Regions from separate parts of the Mus musculus genome. Here region 1 is linked to region 2. The links are chromatin contacts, called in public promoter capture Hi-C maps. All regions are on one chromosome and are shown on one strand. Each heading gives the region's core, a stretch centred on a gene start, on an enhancer-like site or on the middle of the called end of the contact. The rest is flanking DNA. Distances are from core to core; before and after follow the strand shown. Region 1 has its middle 5.1 kb from the start of Gm25915. Region 2 overlaps Acsl4 (acyl-CoA synthetase long-chain family member 4).

The links. Promoter capture Hi-C pulls out the DNA fragments that hold promoters and counts their contacts.
Region 1: a contact with region 2 is called in a promoter capture Hi-C map of liver, with 4 times the contacts expected there. The contact joins two enhancer-like sites. A contact is called at or near these places in 9 of 39 promoter capture datasets (the 3T3-L1 cell line, 3T3-L1-derived adipocytes, the C10 cell line and 4 more), 2 of 15 datasets of contacts at CTCF or cohesin (CD8 T cells and large pre-B cells), 3 of 484 Hi-C or Micro-C datasets (cerebral cortex, embryonic fibroblasts and lens fibers) and 3 of 115 datasets of contacts at active chromatin or transcription factors (CD8 T cells, embryonic fibroblasts and embryonic stem cells).

Annotation. Positions count from the first base shown.
Region 1 is chrX:142,487,559-142,493,456 of GRCm38.p6, forward strand. No RefSeq gene overlaps it. Among named protein-coding and RNA genes, the nearest start is that of Gm25915, 5.1 kb to the left of the region's middle. Within about 2 kb of position 2,658, at least 39 of the 459 cell types and tissues checked have an H3K27ac peak or open chromatin away from gene starts, as enhancers often do.
Region 2 is chrX:142,357,666-142,363,980 of GRCm38.p6, forward strand. Acsl4 (acyl-CoA synthetase long-chain family member 4) reads right to left here. Exons shown (of 16, transcript NM_207625.2): 2 at 2,722-2,771. Among named protein-coding and RNA genes, the nearest start is that of Acsl4, 30 kb to the right of the region's middle. Within about 2 kb of position 4,161, at least 6 of the 459 cell types and tissues checked have an H3K27ac peak or open chromatin away from gene starts, as enhancers often do.

The DNA.
Region 1 (5,898 bases), core at 1,408-3,907, 130 kb after region 2:
TGACCTGGAATTGCACGTGGTAAGGACATGGGGGCATCTGCTCCAGGCCCCTCCTCAGATCAAAGGAGATTTATACTGCTGCAGATCATTCAGGGCTTTCAGTCTCTACCCTATACAAAGTAACATTAAAAGATACCATGTTACCATGGCATCACGTACTCTTAGGGTCACAGTCATATACCCACACTCCTACCACACTTCTACCGTGCCCACAGCAGCCTCACAAGAAGTGATATTCTTCTGTCCTTTACATACAACAGCAATCCCGATTTCATTTGCCAAGTGTTGGTTCTTTGCCTGCACAGTTGCCTGGTATCTCCCACTTCTGTTTTCTAAACACAACTTCAGAAGAGTAGAGAAAAGAGCTCTTACTTTTCTGCTCCCTTGTTTTCAAAACATGAAAATGGTGGGGGTTATTAAGCAATGCCTATAAAGAGTCTACTTAAAGTAGACTAATCACAAGGTGAATAATCGAGAAGTCAGAAGACACTTTCAGTCCTGTGTGGTAGACTAGTGTGTGGCCACAGCAGCTGGAAGGTGAGGCAGGATAATTGAAAGTTCAAGAGCAGCTCGGACTCCATAGTGCAGGAGTTCTTAATGCTGCAACCCTTTGATACCATTCCTCATGTTGTGGTGACTCCCAACCATAAAATTATACTACTTCATAATTGTAATGTTGCTAATGTGATGAATCACAATATAAACATCTTATATGTGACACACATCCCGCCCCCAAAGGGGTCATGACTCAGTTTGAGAACCGCTGCCATAGTGAAGTCCAGCGGGTCATCCTGGCCTGCCCAGTGGGAGCCTATTTAAAAACAAACTGCATCTCCTGAGTTTAAGAGTTCACTGATATTTTTGGAATGCTTTCATGATACAGTTCTATTACTATATTGATGAGAAGGCCCTGCTTACTGTAACACACACACACACACACACACACACACACACACACACAAAATCGATATCTATATATATCGATTTTGAGAGAGGAAAACTAACCTGTCTTTCGGGACCTATGTTTTCTAGAAATAAACCTGGGGAGATGGGATTTAGATATGATACCTTTAGAATTTTTATAATTTTATAATTTCTATATCATCATAGGTATACTGTAGCCAAAGTGCTGCATTTCATCCTGGTAGCCACAATTAGACTCTCATAACTAGTAAATAAATTTAAATTCCATTGCCTGGACTTCATTCTTCAAATCAACACACATTTATCACAAGACTTTATTAATTGCTGAATATAGGTCTGCAGGGATATTTTTTCTAGTCTTTAGTTATATACTTTATTTTTTTCCTATTTTTTTCTTCTGTTCCCTACAGTGTTAAAGATGAAACTCTAGACTCCATTCGTAACATGCTAAGATTCACTACTAAACTGTAAGCTGTACTCTCACATATTCTCCTGGTCTCTGTTTCTCCACTTTTTCTTTTGTCTGTTTTCCCCTCACAAACAGGTCAGAATAGATAAGTCAGTTTCTAATTTCTACGTGGACAACCCATTTGAACATTGTTCTTAGAATGTGACTCAGAGAAGATTCAATGGAACTTACCCTGGCCTTGTAAAAGAAGTGTTGCTAAGTCTGCTTCAGAGACCTCTTTCTGGATGAGTTGCACAGTTAGTAAAGGAAATATTTTAGATAGAAAAGCCCAGATTCCCCGACAACAGACGGAAGAGATTACTTGTTTATCTATGATGTTGATAAACCTGTGTCTTATACTTATCAAATGCAAGTACAGCAAATTTTTCCTCAGATAATTTCATTTTTAATACTAAGTGCATATTATCATTGTAAAATATGAGTCCAACATACATAATCCTTTGTACTTAACAAAGGGCCTGGAGACATTTCATTACAAAGTACAAACTTTAGTGTTTGAATTCAGATTTACTCAAATTGAAAACAAAGGTTCAGGAATTCTAGCTAAAACATAGACTAGTCTTTCTTTCTTTCTCTCTTTCTTTCTTTCTTTCTTTCTTTCTTTCTTTCTTTCTTTCTTTCTTTCTTCCTTCCTTCCTTCCTTCCTTCCTTTCTCTCTCTATTTCTCGCTCTATTTCTCTCTCTCTCTTAACTTTACATCTCAATAGAAACCCCTCTGTTCTCTGCCCAGTCCTCCTCTCATAAATGCCTCCCCTCATTACTCCCATGGGTACCAACCTACACTGGCACATTAAGTTGCAGCAGGACTAAGCACATCCTCTCCCACTGAGGCCAGACAAGGCAGCCCAGCTAGGGGAAGGGGATCCACAGGCAGGCACCAGAGTCAGGGACAGCCCCAACTTCAATTCTTAGGGGATTCATATGAAGATCAAGCTGTACACCTGTTATACATGAGCAGAGGGCCTACATCAGTCCCATGTATGCTCTCTGTTCGGTGGTTCTGTCTCTGAGAGCCCCAAGGGTCCAGGTTAGTTGGTTCTGGATGTTTTATCATGGAGTCCTTGATCTCTCAGTCTCCCTAGTAACACCCCACAAGATCAGAAGGTACCCACTTTACCCTGTTGTACTATTTTTATCAGGAGAAGGACCACTAGGAAAAAAATAGGGCAAAGTTCAAATGACATCTGTGTAAGGTTTGTTCAGGAGTTCAATCTTGGGACATGCTCTTTGCTTTCATAAGCTCATTGTGCAATGCCACAATTCCAGAGAGGTGGCTGCTGGATAAATGTCAGGGGGCGGGGTTCCTTTCATGTGTAATGTGGAGGAGTTCTATTTGCTTTGCACAGCTCGAGTTCTGGGAAAGGAAAGATGCCTTTACTCCTGAGAAATCCATTTAAATGTAAACTCAGACTGCAGGTTCAGGGGAAAAAATGAGTCATAAAAATCTGTTGATGAGATCTGCTGCCAGGCATCCTGCACACTGCTTTTGTTTTCAGCGTCCATTTGTGTGTGTGTGTGTGTGTGTGTGTGTGTGTGTGTGTTATAACGGTGAGGGAAGCTTTATGAACACGGGTGAAGCACCTCCGCTTCTCCCTTACTTTCCTCATGCTCGGCTCCACCCTCACCTCTAAGCCTAACCCAGACAGGCCTTTAGTGAATCAAACCATGAGTCACTTTGCAAAGTTGTCCTTTAGGCTATCCTTAACGCACTCTGTGGTTTGAAACCATTACTAAATTATCCCCCAAATCATGGTGGACTTAGGATGCTTTGCTAGCTCTTCTCACTTTTTTTTTCCTGAATAGGCCTTGAACAGGTAACTTCACTTATGCCAACAGACACATCAGCAGGGCCCTATGGAGCCATTTGACACCAAAGATAGTTAAGGATCTTTATCTTCCCTATCCAACAGATGCTAGGAACCTGTTTCCTCTCTTTATCCAAGCATCTATTTCAAGGCGTCTCTTTATCAGTATATCGCCCCCATGAACCCATAGCCCTTACATCCTTCTCCGTGCCAACCCCGTCCCCCTCAATACAATATTGATTCAACTTGATTGGGGTAACTAAACCCTGGGATGAATCTTAGAAGCTAAAGGTGAGAGGAATCTCATAAGACAGAATAGCAAAGAGATAAAGGAAGAAGACGGTGCCATATCCAAGCAGCTAGTCTTAATTTATCAGCTAATCTAAATGCATCCACAAGCACATTGCTTTCTTTTTAACTTCCACAGCTAAAGCTCCAGGTACTCTGTCCTTTCCTGCCTCTCTCCATTCATCCAGCGCAGTAACCACTTGTTCTCAGCCCTCTGCTGCTGAGTGGGAACTCCCAGCGCACAAGGTCTTAGCTATATACTGAGGTCATTGCCCTTTCAGAAGATTTGCCTAACAGAGGTGGGTGCAGGGCGTTGGAGAGAAAACAACAACAACACCACCCAGAAAAGGTTAGAGGAAGGGATTTGGGGCACTGGAGAAGGGGGGCTGCCCTGTGGCATAAAGGAAGCATGATTAAAGAGATTAGCTGCTCATCAATCAGAAAGACGGGCAGGACAAGGAAGACTTAGAAAACTTTACAACCAAGAAGAACCTCTGGGTAGAGTGAACACTGAATGCAAAAGAAAGAGAAGAATTACTTTGAGGTCTGTAAGGTGAGTTAAGATCACCTCAAAAGAAGTCTGAGTTTACATAGAAGGAACACTAGAGAATTCACTACCACAGCACAAGCAACACAAGATATGTCACATCTGCAAATGACCCAGAAAGAATCATTATTGCCAGCATTCTGAGAAAGATATGCAGGGGGTCAGGAGTTTGAGAACAGCTCAAAATTGGAGGTCAGCCTCGAAAATGGCAGTGAGTCACAGTGTCAAGTTTCTGCATAGTTTTCAGTTCTGTTTCGTTTTCTTTTTGTGACATCCCAGGCTGGCCTCAAACTCACTACTCACTGCTTAAGTAGCCAAGGATGACCTTGAACTCTTGGTTCTCCCACCTTTAGTGATCAAGTGCCAGTGTCACCAAGATGCGATTTCCCCATTGAGTCTTTTCCATCTTTCTTTCTTCTTTCTTTCTTTCTTTCTTTCTTTCTTTCTTTCTTTCTTTCTTTCTTTCTTTCTTTCTTCCTTCCTTCCTTCCTTCCTTCCTTCCTTCCTTCCTTTCTTTCTTTCTTTCTTTCTTTCTTTCTTTCTTTCTTTCTTTCTGTTTGTTTTGACACAGCATTTTACTATCTAGCTGAAGCGGTCCCTTGATATCTCCCAAAGGCTGGTATTATAGGCAGGCGCCACCATAGTTGGCCAATTTTAGGTTCTTAGACAATGTAGTGAAGATAATATATCTGGATGTTACACCCAGAGGAGAATGCAAAGTTATGCTTTCAAAACATATTTTGGATAGATTTCAAATAATATTTCTACAGCCTTTCAAGCTATAAAAAGATTTTGGACAAACATTTCTGGCTAGGTTGAAAATCTAAGTAGGCTGGAATAAAACAAAATCATGATCAAAAAACAAAGATCCTAGATAAAAAAAATATGAAACTCCAACACACTTTATTTTTGTTAAAATTAATGGAATATTTGGGGTAGTCATCAAGCCTGTCAGAAAACATCAGTGGTAAATGTGAGCAACATTCATTCAGATGGTAGAGCTGTTCTTCTCAGGGTCACTTCTACAGTGGTATGGAGCAAATAAAAGGGGCTTTTAAAAAACCTTATAACACATATAACACAGTGAGAGGGCAGAGAGGGGAGTCAGGTTGTGGAAACAATCAAAATAGAGAACCATTTAAAGAATCTTATTTTCTTTCTTTCTTTTCTTTTTTATTTTTGTTTGTTTGTTTTTTGTTTTTCGAGACAGGATTTCTCTGTGTATCCCTGGCTGTCCTGGAACATACTCTGTAGACCAGGCTGGCCTCGAACTCATAAATCTGCCTGACTCTGCCTCCCAAGTGCTGGGATTAAAGGCGTGCACCACCACTGCCTGGCTTAAAGAGACTTATTTTAATTTAAGCAATTGAATGCTACTTTGCCACAGTCTCAGAAACATACCAGCCAGTCAACCATCACTAGAAGACGTACAAACTTCAGAATTGTCCTACACAGATGCAAACATTTTATAATACCTTAGTAGGGCTACTTATAGACTACAAACAGCTATAAAAGGTAATAAAAGACTTTGTTTTTCTGGTGACTGTTTTACTGTAGATAGAACATCTTTTAATTAATGATTTTCATCTAGTTACATGATCCATTCTGATGTTTACACACACACACACACACACACATACATATATATTTATATATGTATATATATATCATTGTACTTTCTTCATATTCTTTTGTTTCCCCTTCCACCTCCTACTAGTCCCCCTCCTCTCTCCAAATCCTCATTCACCTTTACCTCCTTTCATACTCTCTCTCTCTCTCTCTCTGTGTGTGTGTGTGTGTGTGTGTGTGTGTGTGTGTGTGTGTGTGACAAATAACATTTACTTTATCCATTAAATGAACACCTA
Region 2 (6,315 bases), core at 2,911-5,410:
GAGAATATTCACATACTACATTACAGAATGAAAACCCACCCATATTTGGCAAATAACATGAGATTTTAAGGGGATGCATTACAATCTAAGTTGCTTTACAGCTTAACATTAAAACTTAGAAAATGTTAATATTTTAAGACAATAAATGAATTGAGATTAGCTAGCAAGATCTCTTGCTATCATATAATCTGCAGCACCAAATCATTCCACGAAAAAAAATTATCTATCTATGTATATGTGTATGTATATATATATATATATATATATATATATATATATATATATATATATATATTTCAGACTCCCTGGTTAGTCTCCTCAAACTCAAATTGAAAACAATAATCATGTTAAGCAATACAAAATCATTTTTATCAAATTTAAAATTCTGTTATTAAAACAGAAGAAAACACAACAAATTAAAACCTTGGACAAGCACACACACTGCCCTTTAACCAACATCTACAGATAACTAGTTATTGTTTTGCTTTAAAGTACTCTACAATAACAACTGCTCTTTGAGTGTATTCCTCACAAGATCACCCAAACCTATTCACTTCATCACCTGGAGAGGCGTTAACTCCTGAAGTCGCCATCCTGCCAGTCTCTTCCCAGCTTTTCCCAGGAAAGAAAGCACCCCAGCAGCCATGGCGAAGATGCTCGTGCATGCTCTAGTGTGAGCTCCCTCCCTCCCATGATGCCTTAAAAAGATCCCCAGCAGGCATCAGATGTTTCATCTAGGTCATAGGTTGGTATAATTGGGATCCTATCTCTGTATGTTGAAACGTGGAGATTTAGGAGCCAATGTTACTGCCTACACACTCATATCTATATGTCTCGTACTCGTTTTAAGGGATGAGACATAATTGACTTTTAAATATGTAATATCTCTTCAGTTGTAATTTAAGTCATAATTAAGGGACGCAGAGGAGAAATATACTAGAAGGTGGCACCTACTGGCAAAGCATGATATTACAATCCAAGCTCATTAACCAGGAAAACATCATGGCCAGTCAAGTAGAGTAAAGGAGAAAAGAACAGGGTACACGAGATAATCCCCAAATGCCACTTTTACTTTCACAATTCATTACAAGTGATTTGAACATTTAAAAAAATACTGAATTCTTGACTGAAAGAAAGTCACATACAAAAAAACCCAAAAAAAACAAAAAACAAACAAACAAACAAAAAAAAAAAACATGGAAAACTACTCTTAAAGTTAGCATGTCCACACTAAGGTCAGGAATGGATTCCACTCGGTTCTTGCTTCTTATGTTCATGTTGCTTACCTGGCCCGTATCTCACCAAGGTGAGTAAGGCAAAGGCTATAAGGAAATTATTTTTATTTTGAAACCTATTCTGAGATAGCTGGAGCAAAGTTATGACAAATAATGGACGGCCTCCAAAAGTGCTACAGGGCAGTGTCTGCCTGAAAAACGTCTGAACACAACTGCCAACTTGCTGACAACCTTGAGAGGATTTCTGCCCAAGCCTAGATCAAATGCTGTGTGTCTGTCAGTTGCTACAAATGTGTACCTGTGCGCTTAGATAGGGGTGCAACGTGAAAAAGAAGGTAGTCCTCTCTGGAGAGATAACTACAGAGGCTTGACATACTGACACCCTCCGCCCCGATCCCGCCACCAATGGCAGCAATCTCTTTTCCAAATGAAATGCTAAGCTTACTGATATGCTACCTACTCTGTCAACCAAACAGTAGCACAGAACCTTAAGAAACAGAAAGGTCATTCTGGCCTCCTCTGTGGCCATGTTTAAGATTCTTCTAATGCAAACGAACGAGTGGCCATTGATTTAGACATGTAAGAACATTCAATCTTCTGAATTTCTTCAGACTTGGAAATCAGTCATTAGCATGGAAGAACTACTTCATCTTCTTAACTTATGAACAATGAAACCAATTCTCAAAAGACCAGAAATACTAGACAGGCAACGTCAGAGCTGCTGAGCTGTCAAGTCAGAAACAAATGAGCCTGTCATTTCTCACCTATAAAATTAGAAAGTTGGATTCAGATTTCAACACATCAACATCTAGTTTTGTTTTTAAAGATAAGAGTAATGAATGACAGAGAGCTCTTTTGTTGACAGGGGTGGGTGTTAAAAATATAGCCCTACCACTTACTATGACAAATGCTCACCTCTTCGAATTGAAACTTATAGCCTTTACATTGAAGATAGCTAGCATTAAATAGAGAATTCACACCTACTGTTTCTTTTTGCCTTGCATCCAAGTCCACTGGGTAACACTGGCCTAAAAATCTACATTTGGGAACCACTGAACTAAGTAATTTTCAAGTTCTAAGTCTCAAATAGTATGACTTCAAGTGTTCTGTTGCATCTGACTCTCTGCATCCTGGTCCAGAAATATGCACCTTAGTGAAAGACAATGCCGATATTTAAATGCATACACATCAGATAAATATTCACATCCATTTGACAAATAACCACTAAGGTACAATAAGCTTCAATGTCTAAGATGTGCATAAAGGGTTACAATCAATCAGCAACTGTGTGCTTTCTACCTGGCCCCTTTCTACTTGAGTGCCATATGGGTAAAACTCTAGAAATTACATAAAGTAAGTATATTTTCCCACTTTACTTTCCCCATTATTGCCTTTTTAACATTATAGATATTGGTAGCTCTTCCCTTAATAGCTTCAAAATATGGATACAATTATACATTTTAAGTCCCAAAGGACACATACTTACAGATTTCTTCTTTCACTTTTAAGAACAGGTGTATCTCCTGTGATCTGAGTCTGCAGTGAGAGACAACATTTATTAAAACAGTGACATGGGACATGAATCTTTGCAAAAGAAAGGCAGGTGATAGCACACATTTTCTATGCCCCTTAGCTCAGGATAAGCCAGTTACCAAGGACAAAATAATCAACTACTAAGATCAGTACCTGATTCAAAGTAAAACAGGAGTTCAAGCAAGGGGGATTCTGAATGCTTGTGAGATCATGCCAAGCAAACAAGACAAGGTTTGTGAGCCCAGTTCCTTTAAAAATGTAAAACTACTCTTGTAAACTGTGTGATCTTCCTAGGTGTAGCTGATAGAAGTGAGCCGACTTCAGCTGTTGTTATTCAAGTGCCTCTATGGAAAATTATATATGTGTGTGTGTGTGTGTGTGTGTGTGTGTGTATGTATGTATGTATGTATGTATGTATGTATTTGCCATGTGTGGCCTGTCCTTGTGATTGAACACCTTACTCCTGTGAATCTTACCTCTCAGAGTAAAAAATTGTCTGATGCTCTGAATAAAGTTAGCTATTCCATGAGACTTTGTCTCCCTCATTTTTAAACCCTGCTCTCCAAGGTTTACCCAACTAGACTGGGGCAAGAAGAGAAGCAACACCTAGCACCAAATAGGAAAATAAGAATAGAATGAATGGCTACCCAGCAGAGAAAAGGAAACCGAATCACATTTTCTAATCTAGCCAATCAGAGTTTCCTACACAAGAGAACTAATCTAGAACTCTCCCAGAGTCTCCCTACAAAACAGCACCCTCTGCTCAGTCATTCTAGTCCAATAAATTCACAAGTGATTTAATACAGGAAACCTAAATAGGTTATCACAAGCAGGTCAACTGACTGATGCTGAGAAGCAGAGATGATTCTGCTAAAATTAAAAAGCAAACCTTACTCAGAATTTTTCATGAATATACAAGTGTTTTTAATAAGGAAGTTGAAATAGCTTAGCTTAGCAAACTTTTCACACACTGAAAGAATGTACTTGGTTTGTTTCTACTGAATAATAGCCTGGCAAGATGGAAAAATACAGTGTCAAATGTTTACAATTATGCAAGAAAAAGAACTGAGAAACTCTAATTCACCAAAAACAAGGGAGAAAAACCATATCCATAAAGCTAACAAGAGAGTTAACAAACAAATTTTTCCAAACAAGATCCCAAAGTATTACTAATACATAGCAGTGCTATTAAACTTCAGATAACCTTATACTAGGGAACAGACTCAAAAAACAAATCATTACAGTGTTTGGTTTGGGCCCCCTCTGGAGGGAATCCAGTCTGTTGAACAATAATTTAAAAACATTCTTTGAAAAGTCAAGTAAATACTAAACATGTGATAGCAACTATTGGACATGGTCCAGGTATGAGCTGGTCTCCTGTATTTAGTATCTGACGCATCATCAATGTTAGGTTGAAAATAAGATGTTTCAGAGATGGAGTGGAAAAATATTAGGGAAGTCAGTACATTGCTTTCAAACCTAAAAGTAAACGCAAGCCAAGCCAATTCAAAAACAATTTCCTAAGCAATAATAGTGTTTTATACATCTTATTAAGGAAATAGATAATTCTCTATTGATAAGTGCTCGTGCTTTTTTTTTAAATCTCCTATCATGAAATACAGCTTAAAAGTTTAAAATACTGAGGGCTGGAGAGATGGTTCAGCAGTTAAGAAGACTGACTGCTTTTCCAGAGGTCCTGAGTTCAATCCCCAGCAACCACATGGTGGCTCACAACCATCTGTCACGGGATCTGATGCAATCTTCTGGCGTGTCTGAAGAGAGCTACAGAATACTCATATAAAATAAAATAAATAAATCTTTTTTTAAAAGTTTAAAATATTGATGTCTAAAACAATTGCAGTCCCCGTTATATGTGAATTTTTGAGTTTTACATATTCACAGCATGTATACCAAAATATTTTGTCTAGCTGTTTTAATATTTGTATGCTTTTCATATTTTCATGCAAATTCATTATCTTCCAATTTTTCTATAACATAAGAAATATATAGTTGGGAGCTGGATAAAAGGCCTAGTGGTAGCTAAAAGTTCTTAATGCTCTTGCAGAGGACCTGAGTTCAGATCCCAGCACCCATATTGGGTGGCTTACAAGCACCTGTAACTCCAGTTGTAGGGGTCTAACAATGTCTCCTTTGGACTCCATGGACACTGTCCATACGCACAAATCGGAGAATGCCAGAAACAACAGGGAAAAAATTGAAAGTTGAATCTGGATATTGTCTCAAAGTATCTGCTCACATATGTATTGATAAAATATATTAATATTTATTACAAGTAGAAAAACAAAAGCCAGGTATGGTGGCATACACTTTAAGGAGGTAAGTAAGGTATAAGACAAGTATTCTACATGGCAAGTTCAAAGTCAGCTACATAGTGAGACCCTGTCTCAAACAAACAAAACAATAATACATAGATGTAATAGTTTGTTTTGTTAACAAGCAAAAGTATCTACTTATATTATGTTTCAAAGAAACCATTAACTAACTGAAAAGCTAAAATTCTGGTCCTTGGAAGTGCTCTTGTTAGAGAATTTAATTCACTCCCTACCCAGAATTGTGTCCCAAAGGTGCCTTTACTAGGAATACTTACACTGACACAGGCTAAAATGCCTACTCCTCTTTGAACTCCTAAAGCTCTCCAAATAGTCCTTAAGTTCAATGGTATTATCCTGTGTTATGATCTAAAGAGCAAGGACCAGGTCCTATTACCTCTGTACACCACCATCTTGTAAATAGCATCAAATATTTCATAGGATGGATAACAGAAACTAACTCCTGGTACGAGCCATTACTTTTTTCCCCACAGTTCACATCATCCTTCATTTGTTTTAAACTAGTTTTTAGGTTGGATGTTTTTTACATTCTTTTCAACAGACATTTTGAAAACATACTTAAGACAAAAGCTTATTGCTATATTTTAGAAAGATGAGAATTCACTTTAGCTAAACAAAATCTTTAGATCTTTAGTATTGAACCACAAATTTTATTTCTCATGCTAAAACTATATATGGATTGTATATATCATGACAACAGTAAATATTTCTTTGCATGGTTAAATTTTCAGTATGCTATTTATCAACTTTGAAGCCATATTTACTAATATACTAGAACCATATCTTTATCTAAGCTTACTGACAGTCTAGTTTTAATTTCAAAAGAAACTCATCCCAGCTAGTTAAGTCTATTATTACCTATTAGTTTACATAACTTCTCCCCCAGGCAATTAAACACAGCAAGCTATAGCTTTATTAAGTGTCTAAACTACAAGGTGAGTTCCAGACTTCAACTGAGACAAATTGTGGACAAATTCTACTCCTTATTAACAATGTTGGGGAATTTAGAAACCAAATAAGCAGTTATTTTAGGTATAGCCTTTCTGTGTGTAGCACAGGTTGGCAATCCTAATGCCCCAGCCTCCTAGGCGCTGCAATGGCAGGCCACAAAACACTTAAAAAATACTAGAATAGAAAGAAGTGAATCAGTTTAAAAGGGAACTCTTCATAGACACACCAGCGGAAAAGTAGTTTAC